Linked DNA regions of Mus musculus: regions 1 and 2 are each linked to region 3. The links are chromatin contacts, called in public HiChIP or PLAC-seq and promoter capture Hi-C maps. All regions are on one chromosome and are shown on one strand. Each heading gives the region's core, a stretch centred on a gene start, on an enhancer-like site or on the middle of the called end of the contact. The rest is flanking DNA. Distances are from core to core; before and after follow the strand shown.

Evidence for each region. Promoter capture Hi-C pulls out the DNA fragments that hold promoters and counts their contacts. HiChIP or PLAC-seq counts read pairs in DNA pulled down with a chosen protein or histone mark.
Region 1: an H3K27ac HiChIP or PLAC-seq map of extraembryonic endoderm stem cells shows a contact between it and region 3. The contact joins the promoter of Tmem81 here to the promoter of F730311O21Rik in region 3. A contact is called at or near these places in 4 of 39 promoter capture datasets (the 3T3-L1 cell line, hematopoietic stem and progenitor cells, hippocampal neurons and 1 more), 1 of 484 Hi-C or Micro-C datasets (olfactory sensory neurons), 3 of 115 datasets of contacts at active chromatin or transcription factors (embryonic stem cells, extraembryonic endoderm stem cells and trophoblast stem cells) and 3 of 9 other capture datasets (adipose tissue, liver and pancreatic islet).
Region 2: a promoter capture Hi-C map of pre-B cells shows a contact between it and region 3, with 2.7 times the contacts expected there. The contact joins the promoter of Cntn2 here to the promoter of F730311O21Rik in region 3. A contact is called at or near these places in 3 of 39 promoter capture datasets (hippocampal neurons, liver and pre-B cells) and 3 of 115 datasets of contacts at active chromatin or transcription factors (double positive thymocytes, hepatocytes and pancreatic cancer cells).

The regions. Positions count from the first base shown.
Region 1 is chr1:132,503,777-132,507,546 of GRCm38.p6, reverse strand. Tmem81 (transmembrane protein 81) reads right to left here and starts at 1,317. Exons shown (of 2, transcript NM_029025.3): 1 at 1,051-1,317; 2 at 1-382. The coding sequence starts at 89. Rbbp5 (retinoblastoma binding protein 5, histone lysine methyltransferase complex subunit) reads right to left here. Exons shown (of 14, transcript NM_172517.2): 14 at 1,882-3,770. The coding sequence ends at 3,755.
Region 2 is chr1:132,541,550-132,545,104 of GRCm38.p6, reverse strand. It overlaps Cntn2 (contactin 2), which reads left to right and starts at 2,165. Exons shown (of 23, transcript NM_177129.5): 1 at 2,165-2,382.
Region 3 is chr1:132,340,004-132,344,044 of GRCm38.p6, reverse strand. It overlaps F730311O21Rik (a long non-coding RNA gene), which reads right to left and starts at 2,115. Exons shown (of 4, transcript XR_878527.2): 1 at 1,978-2,115; 2 at 1,644-1,734.

The sequences.
Region 1 (3,770 bases), core at 68-2,567, 160 kb before region 3:
TCAGGGATGTCCAGTGTCATCAACACCAAAGGCAGGTAGGTTATTGATAACAGACTCCTAAGGATAAAAACGATGGCCCCAGTCTTCATGACTCAGTATTTTACTAGCAGGCATTCCAGATGAATGTTCTATTGTACCACAACAGAGCCTCCAGCTTGGAATAGCCCTGAGCATTGAGAGATTATAATGTACAGTTGTCAGCAAAACAGACACATGCACAGATGTGCACAGAAGCGGGGTCCATAGTCTTAGGTAAGGCCACAGGCAGGAAGACTTTTTACAGTATTGTCGCTTGACTCTCTAAGCTTGCTTGCTTAAGCCTGCCAGGGGCGTCTTCCAGGGCACAATTCTGGTCGCTTCCTAATGAACTTAAACCCACAGGCTTTAGAAGGAAAAAAGGAAAAGACCTGAGAAGCTGAAGTGAATTTCCATGTTACCCAGGTGTATAAGCTAACTCTTTCCCTCCCTCCCAAACTGTGGGAGAGTTTCAAAGTCCCGTACTAAATCTGATCAGATACAAAACCAGTCTTACAAAAGGGGTGAGGCAAGGTTGGGCTAGGATGTTAATTCGAATATCTTGAATAATTTACTGTGAATATTCCTAAACCACCTCTATTAGAAAGATAACTTTGGCTGGGCCTGGTGGCGCATACCTTTGATCCCAGAACTCAGGAGACAGAGGCAGGTGGATCTCTGTGAATTCAAGGCCAGCCTGGTCCACAGATCGAGTTCCAGGATAACCAGCGCTGTTACACCAAGAAACCGTCTTGAAAAAAACAGACAACTCTGGGCTGGAGCCACGTGACTCCCCCCTTGTCCATTTCAGGTAGGTCCCTTTGAACACTGCACCTGAAAGCCCCATTCCCAGGTTTAACTACCTTCACTGTATAGACTTTCAAAGAAATGGAAAGCAAGGTATGGTGACAGCAGCCTCAAAGAGGCAGGACTGCTGGCAAATTCAAGGCTAGCCTGGGCTAAACGGGCTAACTCTAAGACCTGTCTCCTGAAAAGAAAAAGCTTTAGTGGAGTGTGGCAGCACGCGTTCTGCACCTGCATGAAGCTCGGTTTTGATCCCCATCACCACATAAACTGGGAGTTTGCACAGCCCTTCTCCCAGCACTCACGAAGATCACAAGTTCCAGGTCAGCTTCAGCTATACACCCATGTGAGACCAGCCCAGGTTAGAGACTTAGTCCAACACACCCTTCCAAAGGAGCAAGTGAGTACGCTATGGCAGAGGCAGCTCGTCCTGTTCTAAGTGAATCAGGACCTGCCTAGTGTGAGGCGGACTGGTGCTGCCTGACTCTGGTCTGCTCTATTTACCCCCGCAGCACAGAAGAGCTCATTGTTCGCATCAATGAAGGTTGCTATGAAGCAGCTATGATGCTAAAGATGGGTTCTTAGCGACAGAACAGAGTAGCAAGCAGACAGATTTGGTAATCTTTGAAACCATACTACTTGAGTCTCTGAGATATCTTATTCTTTATGAGATAACAACTATTCTGTATTGATGTTAAAATTACTTCATCAGAGAACAGGATTAACAAGGAAGAATATTAACTACATTTAGACTAACAAAGATCCTTGGAAGGCTAGAACCTCTAGGTGCACTACTATAACCTCCCTGAATGCCTAGCACTGTGGCCTCTTCAAAGCTTATAATAAGAAAACCCTATGTGACTGTTTTCATTAACATCAGCTTTTGGCTCAAATCATTTATTTCTAGTTTGGACAACGGAAGGACTCCAAACTGCCTGACCTTTCCAGATCCAAATGACCACAGAGAAAGATCTAAAATCCACACGTATTTTCTACTGTACAAACACAAAGATGGCTGCTGAGTTCCAGAAGCAGGCAGTGTTTACAAACAAGCATGTATACTTGTGGTTTAATAAACATCCAATTTTATTTACAAAGCATTAAAGCTTTAGCAAGAAGTACCCAAGGCTAAGTCTCATCTTGTACAAAACTACAGAACATTTTAAGAAACAAAACGGAGAGGCAGGGAGGACGACAGCAAGGAAAAAGAATATACATATATTACACAAATCAAAAACCTAAGCTGAGAGTGGACGGAAGGTTCTAGAAGCCGACAAAAAGATTCCCAAAGCATAAATAATTATTAGGAGCTGCTGCCAGAGACAATCTGGCAGGGTTTGAGCTGATTTACTCAGTAGCTCATTAATGGAAATGGGACACAGCATTAGCATCCAGATGGAGGGAAATCAAGCCACTTCACACAGGGAAGGCAGAAACCCCTGCATCAGCTTGCACACCACTGCAGTGTGCTGTACAGAGACATGACATGGAGGTAATGTCTACAAATAAAAACATCCCGTGAGCCACTTACCAATCACAACCATTGGTCTCACTCACACTTGGAAGCAGCACAGGAGCAACAGAACTAGAAACTTCCAGCGTGTCCCTGTCACATCTACCACAGTACAATGTAATCAACGGGTTTGGCTGTCTGAAGGAGCCTCCACCAACTGATAAGAGATTTCACAATTAGCATAGTATTTAAACCTCCTTTCAGTGCTGACAGAGTATGGCCCAGGGCAAGCCAAAGCTATTGCCAGAGGCGTCACTAACCCTTCGCACACTTGGCTTCCTGACTTTGGATTTTCAGAAAATTTCAAACACTTATTGTACAAATCCATTCAATTTGCTATTTTTATTAAAAGAACAGCAAATGCAGAGAGAGCCAAGGTGAGAAAGAGAAGGGTAAAAGCTAAGCAACCTTTCACAGAAAGGAAGTGAGTGAAGACAGTAATGGGGCGTAGCTCCAGGAAAGGACAAACTATGGCTGCCGGGGACAGGTTCTCCACAGGCAAGGATTTAAGGAACGAACCTCATCTTTGATTTGAAGTGGGCTGCTGTTGCTTTGATTTGGGGGTGGAGGTCTCTCATGTCAGTCCTTGCATAGTGCCCCACACCCATAAAAAAGAACCTCGTGGAGAAACACACCTTGCTTTGTTTCTAACTCTGGAAGTCAACACAGGTAAAGCGATACACAAACTACTGATGATTCTTAGCTGGAGATGGATAAAACTAATCATATCCAAAAGCCATGATTATTCAAACGGATCTAATACTGGAAAACATGCAATGCAAGGGAACCCCTGATTCTCTAGAGCCCAGCCTCCTGAGCAAAGGGCATGGTAAGATAGCGTGATAGGGGCCTTCGTTCCTCCTTCCTTTCCTGCCAGTCTGAAATCTTTCGAGCACTTGCTTCTCTGCCCAACCTTTATACACAATATGGAGCTACAGGAAGCACTGGGAGGGGAAAGTTATGAATGAAAGAAACAGAAGATGCATCAGTCTTCCTAGGTGCTGGTAGCAAATTTTCAGAAAAGAACAAGTCACTCGAGGACATGCATGGAGGACGGAAGGCAAGCAGGACATGGGAAATGACACGTCCAAAGATGGGACTCCAACAGTTAGGTGAACAAAACACGGGCACTCTTCACCAGCAACACAACCTGGTGTGAAGTTGAAGTGGGTCAAGCCTCCTGCCGTCTTCGCGCATCCGCGTTCCTGAGAGCCTGTTTGGACTTCTGCTTGAAAGGAAGGCAGGGCCGTGTGCTCTTCTTCCATAATTCACTTCCTCATTCAAACACAAAATCCACTCCTTCACCTCCTGGGTGGGAGGCAGAGGCCTTTGTTTTCAACTAAAGCCAATCTCAGATGATTGGCCACGCTGTCCAAAGGCTACCTGATGACAGAGTGAGAAGAACCAAGGGTTCCACGGTCTTCACAGCAGTTCTGAG
Region 2 (3,555 bases), core at 916-3,415, 200 kb before region 3:
AAGAAAGGAGAGGAGGAGGGGAAAGAGAAGGAGGAAAGGAAGGAGGAAGAAGAAAAAGGGGGAGAGAGGAGGGAGGAGGAGGAAGAGAGGAGGGAACCAGAGGGGAGAAGGGGAGGAGGAGGGGGAAGAACAGGAGACTAACACCTCCTAGAGTATATTGGGTAATGCTCTTAGCACAGCCCTTGGCCTTGTGGAGACAGGCAATACTTCTGCTATTACCAAACTAATAGAATTCATGACAAAGACCTGCCTGGATCCTCACATACCTACCTCAGGCATTCTCCCAGAATGAGAGCATGCCAGAGGCTGGCACTGAAGATCCCTGGTGCCCACTCCTGCAACTCATCTGGACCAGGCTCAGCTGATCACTCAGCACAAGTTTGGACTTGTCTTTCTAAACTGAGATCCTGGCTTAATAAATATTTCTACTATGCTGGTCAGGATCCACCTGCAGTGGGGCAAGTTGGCTGGAAGGGGATCTGAGAGAGCCTTTGAGAACAAATTTGCTGACACTAATAACACCCCTGGCCCAGACCTGATCCCCACCACAAGGGCAGCAGTTGTCCTAAAATAGAGTCAACAAAGACAGCGGTCTCCGTCTAAAACAATTCTGCAAACAGTTTCCAGACCATGGTTCATCAGCTCACTGCAGCAGGCACATCACTGTTTGGCAAGGACCTGCCTCCTACTGTCTTCTGCTGGAAACACCTTGCAGAGCCTCTAAGTGGATGGAGCACGTCTCACTTGGGCGATGTTAGCTGTGTAATGTAACTCAGGACCTTGAGAACAGCAAACTTGTCACAGACAGACAGACAGACAGACAGGACCATGATATCGGGGATAGGCCACCCTGGAGGAGGTGGATATGACTGTCTAGTCACAAATTTAATTAAAAATTACCTGAGAAACATCTTAGTAGAGTTTAGGCATCTCTGTATCAGAACAAAGACGTTGTGCTTTGGAGGTGTGCCCGCCCTTGCGGGGCACTGAGAGAAGAGAGGCAGAAGTCTCTGAAGCATTAGGATCCTCATTCTTCCCCAGGCCCACAGCCACTGGCCAGTCAGCAAGACAGGAGCCGCGTTCCTATTTGACAGGTATCACGTTTGAAACTCAGAGGCTGGCCAGCTTTGCCAGCTGTTGCAGCATCTGGGCCACTAGCCAGTTTGGCCCTGGACAGCAGGCAACCCAAGTGGGGTGAAAAGACAGTGACAGCCTGTCAGGGCTGACTGGTGCTGCAGATGGTGGGTCCCTCTGCCTGCAGACTTCAGTCTTCCCGAGCATGTCACCACACGACAGGTGCAGGGCAGGAGGGGTACACTCCTACCCAGGGTGAACCCCTGGAATCTCAGAGCTAGCAGAGGCCTCAGCCATCTTTAACCATTGCAGGTTACCAGTGTGGCTCAAAGGAGGCAGGGGACTTAGCCAAACACACACATCCTATCAATAGCAAAGACTCCAGACCCACCAGCTTTTCATGAAGTCTCACCTTTTGCTGTCTAAAAGAGGGCTGGATCTAGGGGTACCCGTGTACAAAGGTGTCCAAACTCAATTGTATAGTTAATATATTTTGCACATTACGATGTATTTTGTGGTCTCATTTTCATAAATTAATTCTCACAACCCAAGTGAAAATATAAACCTAGAGGTGGGTATTCAAATTTGTTAAGAATGGGTTAAGAATCTGAGACTTTTGCTATTTTTAATGTCTTTTACAGTTTAACCATTTTGACAGCAACAACGACAAAATTCCATGTTACTTCTGGGCAAATACAAGGAAAAGGAACGTGATGGGCGAGGGGACCGGGATAATGGAGGCTGAGCCCTTCTTCACAGCTGCCCCGCACAGCAAATTGGAGGCTTGCTGTGGATCCCATTCTCTAACAAGGGACTAGGTAAGGAGAGAAGCGAGACGCCGGGTGCCCTTGTGTCTCCAGAATTTCAGAAGCAAGAGACACTTTTTTGTGCCTTCTCAGAGCGCCCCTCTGCAGCTTTGGGCTGGGCACGGAGCTGGCCAAGCTTGATGGAAGACGGCAGCGCTCTGGCTCACTCCCTGGTCCTTAAATGACAGCAAATGAGGTAAAGCCAGGAGGGTGGGGACGGCGGGGTGGGAGGGGGCAGAGGAAGCCATCTCCGGCCGAGCGTTGGCTGAGGAGCCGAGCCAGCCAGTGAGCGGAGCCTGCGAGAGGGAGGAGCGCATCCTGATGCAGAGATGCTGCAGTGGCTCGGGGCGCGCACACACATACGCACCCTCGCCCGCTGCCGCCACGCCAGGACAGCCAGTGGCTAAGGCCGGCGGGGCCAAGCAGCCCCGAGGCTGGCGGCAGGGTCTGCTCACCAGGCAACCGCAGCACTGCCCCAGCCAACACCCTTCCCGCACTCTAGGTAGGTGCCTATCATTTTTGTCTGTTCCAGTTCAGAGGTTTCCCTGGGTGCTGTTTCAAGAGGGGCTCCCGGCTCAGCCCTTATAAATGTCTTCCTTGAAACTTGGGAGGGGACAGGGACAGGCAGCAGGCTGGGTCCCAATTGATCTCTCATCCCAGCCCCATAGTAGCGACCCCGCAGGCTCTTACCCGTCCTGTCTAGGTGGGTGGCATTCTGCAAGGCCTGATTTACTGGTCCAGGAAGCTGGCCCCTGGGAGGGTCCAGAAATCTGAGCAGGCAGTGGTAACTACCTGCCAAAAGGGTAGGGGCTCCAAGACCTGCCCTGGACCCCAGCCAGTGCCCAGCAGCTCTGTAGGGCCAGGCTCTACCCTGTCCCTGGAACTCCCTAGATGAACCTGAACCTGAGTTTCCAAATGCTGAGTTCATGTGGGGGGCTGCTTTTGCCGGGTGACCTCCTTGTGAAGTCTTGGTTCTGCTGGACTAGGAAGGCTATTGAAGAGAGGCGAGAACAGAACACAAGTTTGGGTAAAGGCTGTCCAGAAGCTGGAACTTGGGAGAGAAACTGAGGCAAGTCACATCCCTCCAAGGGTGAGGCTGGAATGTAGCCTGCAGTTCCTTTTCCCCTCCTCCCTCCTCAACCTTGTCTTCTCAGATCCCTCCCCCTCAGCCTCCCTGGTGGGAGGGAAGGATTTGCTCAAAGTTTGGCTTTCCAGGGGATTCTAGAGAGAGGGGGTAACCCCTCTGCCTAGCCCCATAGCTTATGTAATGGGCTACAGGAGGAAACAGCCCCAGCCAGGGAGTGTCTGTCACCACCTCCAAGACTGGCTGCAGCACTGGGGGGGCAAGAGGCTAAGGTGAAGCCATGCCTAGAGACTAGTGTCTTGGGCTGCACAGGCAGCCTGGACGGTGAAGCTCTGCCCCCAACCCTACCCCATCCCCACCCCATCCCCACCCCTGGGAGGTAGGGGGAGTTGAGCTTCCTTCCGGTCTTCAGGGTAAAGACGCCAAAGTTGTTAGTACATTTGTAACTAGTGTGACCAGCACAGAGTGGTTCTGCATGCAGTGACCTCAGTCCTGTACAAGGGTGGGTTTGAACCCTTCTGCCTAGGAGACAGGAGAGGGAACTGTCCGCATAGCCTGGTCCTGAGCAGCTGGGCAGCTATTTCGGGCACT
Region 3 (4,041 bases), core at 866-3,365:
CACACAGAGACACACACAGACACACAGACACACACACACATAGACACACACACACACACACATAGACACACACACAGACACACATACACACAGACACACACACAGAGACACACACACAGAGACACACACACACACACACAGGCAGAGTGAGGCACACACAGACCCTCTGCTTCGTTAAGGAGGGACTGGGAAGTGAAACTGAGTCTCTCCTTGATGGCTGGGAGTTTCTAAGGGTCTTTGAGAGGTTGTCCTCCCCTAAGGAGATCAGGTTGAACAGTCAGGGAAGCTCACAGGCCCAGGATTATGGAAACAACACATCCAGGTCTCTGCTCACCAGGCCTTTAGACCTTTGTCTCTGATCAGGAGGAAGAAGCCAAAGTTTGCCATCTTTTTCTTTATTTTGGGCCTGCCTTTCTGTCTGTCTGTCTGTCTGTCTGTCTGTCTGTCTGTCTATCAGGGAATTCATTTAACTCCTAATACACCTGCCCTCCCACCCCCCGTCCCCCAATCACCATTCCCAGTGTTGGCTCCTAGGAATCGCCCAAGAGGCCTGGTGTGGTACAGAACACCTGTAAACCCTGTTCAGGAGGGTCCAGAGTTCCAGGCCAGACTGGCCAGCACCCAACAGCTTCTCCCAGCTTGTGGTAGGTATGGGAGGAGCTAAAATAGAGAAGCTAGGCTGGGCATGGTAGCACATGTCTTTAATGCCAACACTTGGGAGGTAGAGACAGGTGGATCTCTGTGAGTTTGAGGCCAGACTGATCTACAGAGTGAGTCCCAGCACAGACAAGGCTACAAAAACAACCCAACAATAAGAAAGCTATTAAGTTATTCTTATTTTAAGTCATTCTCCAAGCCAGCTAATTTGTTTTATTTATTTATTTATTTATTTATTTATTTATTTATTTATTTATTTATTTATTTTTGAGACACAGTTTCTCTGTATAGCCTTGGTTGTCCTGGAACTCAATCTGTAGACCAGGTTGGTCTTGGATTCATAGAGATCTGCTTGCCTCTGCCTCCCAAGGACTGGGATTGAAGGTGAGCTCCACCACACCCAGTTTAGCCAGTTAATTTTACTTTACTCCACAGAGCAAGCAAGCAGTGTGGGGGACAGAGGCAGCAGCTGGAGAGGTACATTGGGGTCAGGTGGTGACCTTTGACTCCTGTGCAGGCTGGCCTAGGCTGTTGGTACAGCACTCTGGTGGCAGAGGTGTGGGGATGGTGGCAAATTCAAGTCCAGCCCAGGCTGTGGCTGTTATCCAGTTGTTAGAGTGTTTACCTATCCAAAGATCTGCACCCAGTAGGGTAGCAGACAGCACCCAGTAGGGTCTAAAGATGGAGTTTCGTGGAGGGGCACTACAGGAATGACATCTGAACTCTCACCAAGGAAGGGAGTCAGTGACCCAAAACAAAGGTCTAGATTTGGTCCTTAGCTCTATAGAAACCTGGCATGATGGGGGAATGCCCGCCTGTGAGGGGGAGCTGGGGAGGATCGAGAATTCAAGGTCATTCTCAGTTACAGAATAAGGTCAAGGTCAAAGCCAGCACAAGCTATAAGCCTATCTACCAAAAAGAAAGAAAAAGAGAAACAAGAAGTCCTTCACCTTATAAAAGTTACAATTTCACAAGGACTTACTTACCTCTCCTCCCCTGGACCTCCAGGCTTTGAAGGGCAGTGTATATTCTGTTTAGTTCAGGACTCCCGGGGTTCAGCACCACACCCAGTATGCACTAAAGGAGGAAGAAAACAAAGCATGCTTGACGACCTGATTTCTAGGGCACACCTGTCTCTCTTACCAGACTGAGAGCCCCAGAGCTCCCTATGGTGACCCTAGAGACTCACATCAGCCCCTGCTCTGCTGAGTATCCTGAGGCCACCTTTCTTTCCCTTTGGGGGGTCATTTCTACCCCCAAATACATATCTTAAGATTTTTCTCCCAAGGCCTGAACTCCTGCTGCCCCGGCTATACTTACTTGCTGAGGCTCACCCAACCCTCCAGATTCACCCCACAGCTCCACACCCTCAGCCACCCCCCTTGGCCCAAAGTGAGGGGGGTGGGGTAGCCAGATGATCTCAGCACCTCCTGCTCTGACATCCTCTCTGGGGACTTCAGGCGTCCCCTGCCTCCACCCAGTGTCACTTCCTCATTTTGGCAGGAACTCCACTGATAATCTCGTTCACTTTCCACCACTTCCTGTGTTTTATGTGAATCCTCCTGAGCTCAGCTACAGAAGATGAGTCTCTTGGCTGTAAAGATAGCCCTAAATGTCTAAAGGCTTCCCACTAGGTCCTGGGAACACTCAGTTTTGTCTTCGTTTGGTTTGGTTTGTTGTTTTGTTTTGTGCTTCAAGACAGGGTTTCTCTGTGTAGCCCTGCCTGTCCTGGAACTTGCTCTGTAGACCAGGCTGGCCTCAAACTCACAGAGATCCACCTGGCTCTGCCTCCTGAGTGCTGGCATCAAAGGTGTGTGCTACCATCTTCCAGTTTGCCACACTCACCTTTTTAAAGCTGTCCAGAATGGGAGATTCTCTCATCCTGTGGGTCAGTAGCCCAAGGCAATAGCCCAAGATCTTCCTATTGTCTAACCTCAATCTTCCTGATGTTAGGATTTCCAGATTGGGAAAACGAAAATACAGGACACTTACTCAGTTTTGAGTTTGAGGGAGACACTGGGTAAAAATTCTAGTTAAACATCTCCCCTTCTATATCAGAACAAAAGTCATTTGGACTTAAAGGTGTAGCTTGGTAGTGTAGCTTGGTGGAAGCGCACATACTTAGCATAGACTTAGGGTCCTGGGGAAACAGCTCAGACAGCAAGACTGCTTGCTTTCCAAGCATGAGGGTTTGCGTTCAAATGCCAAGCACTCACGTAAAGAGCTGGGTGTGCCTTTGTGACCCTATAACACCCGGACTGTGGGAGGCAGATGGAGAATCATTGGGGCTTGCTGGCTGCCGGCCTAACTTCAGGTTCAGTGAGAACCCTGTCTTAAGGGAATAGGGAAGAGAGCAATAGTCAAAACTCCAATCTTCAGGTCTCCACATACTTAAACATGGGCATGGACATCCACCTACCCACATGAATATCCATGCATGTTCTCTCTCTCTCTCTCTCTCTCTCTCTCTCTCTCTCTCTCTCTCTCTCGTGCGTGAATGCGTGTGTGTGTGTGTGTGTGTGTGTGTGTGTGTGTGAGTGTGTGTGTGTGTGTGTGTGTGTGTATGTGTGTGTGTGTGTGTGAGAGAGAGAGAGAGAGAGAGAGAGAGAGAGAGAGAGAGAGTGTATGCACCATGTGAGTGCCTGGTGCCCTTGGAGGCCAGGAAAGGGTGTCAGATTGCCTGGAACTGGAGTTAGAGACAGTTGTGAGCCACCACGTAGGTGCTGGGAACTGAACCTGTGTCTGATGTAAGAACAAGCGCTCTTAATGGCTGCAGCATCTCTCCAGTCCCATACTCAGCATAATCATGTGAATATTCTCTTTCTTTTTTATATATTCTTTTTTTTATAAACAGGCTCTCACTCTGTAGGCCAAGGTAGCCTCAAACTTGTGATCTTGCCTGTTCCTCTCAAATACTAGGAATATAAGCATGTACCATCATGTCAGGCTCCATTTTAAATTTTTTTCTTCTGATTTTTCAAAACAGGGTTTCTCGGAGTAGCTCTAGCTGTACTAGAGCTCGCTCCATAGACCAGGCTGGATTTGAACTTACAGAGCTCCACCTGTTTCTGCCTCCTGAGTTCTGGTATTAAAGGTTTGTGCCATCACCACCCAATGACTTTTTTATATCATAGGGAAAGAAGATTGGGCTGTGTACACTCTGACACTTGGAAAGCAGTAGTAACATAAAACCAGTGACTTACTTGCTGGTCAGTATTTTTTTTTCCTTAAGTTAATCTGAAATGGGGATGGCATGACTTTACACACACAATTTAACATGAGTAAAAAGAGGTCACATTTCTAATGTAGCTATTGAGGACATGAGGAGCCTGAGGCTGGATCTTGCTTAAAGCCACATTGGGGAGGGAGAAACTGATCTATGGA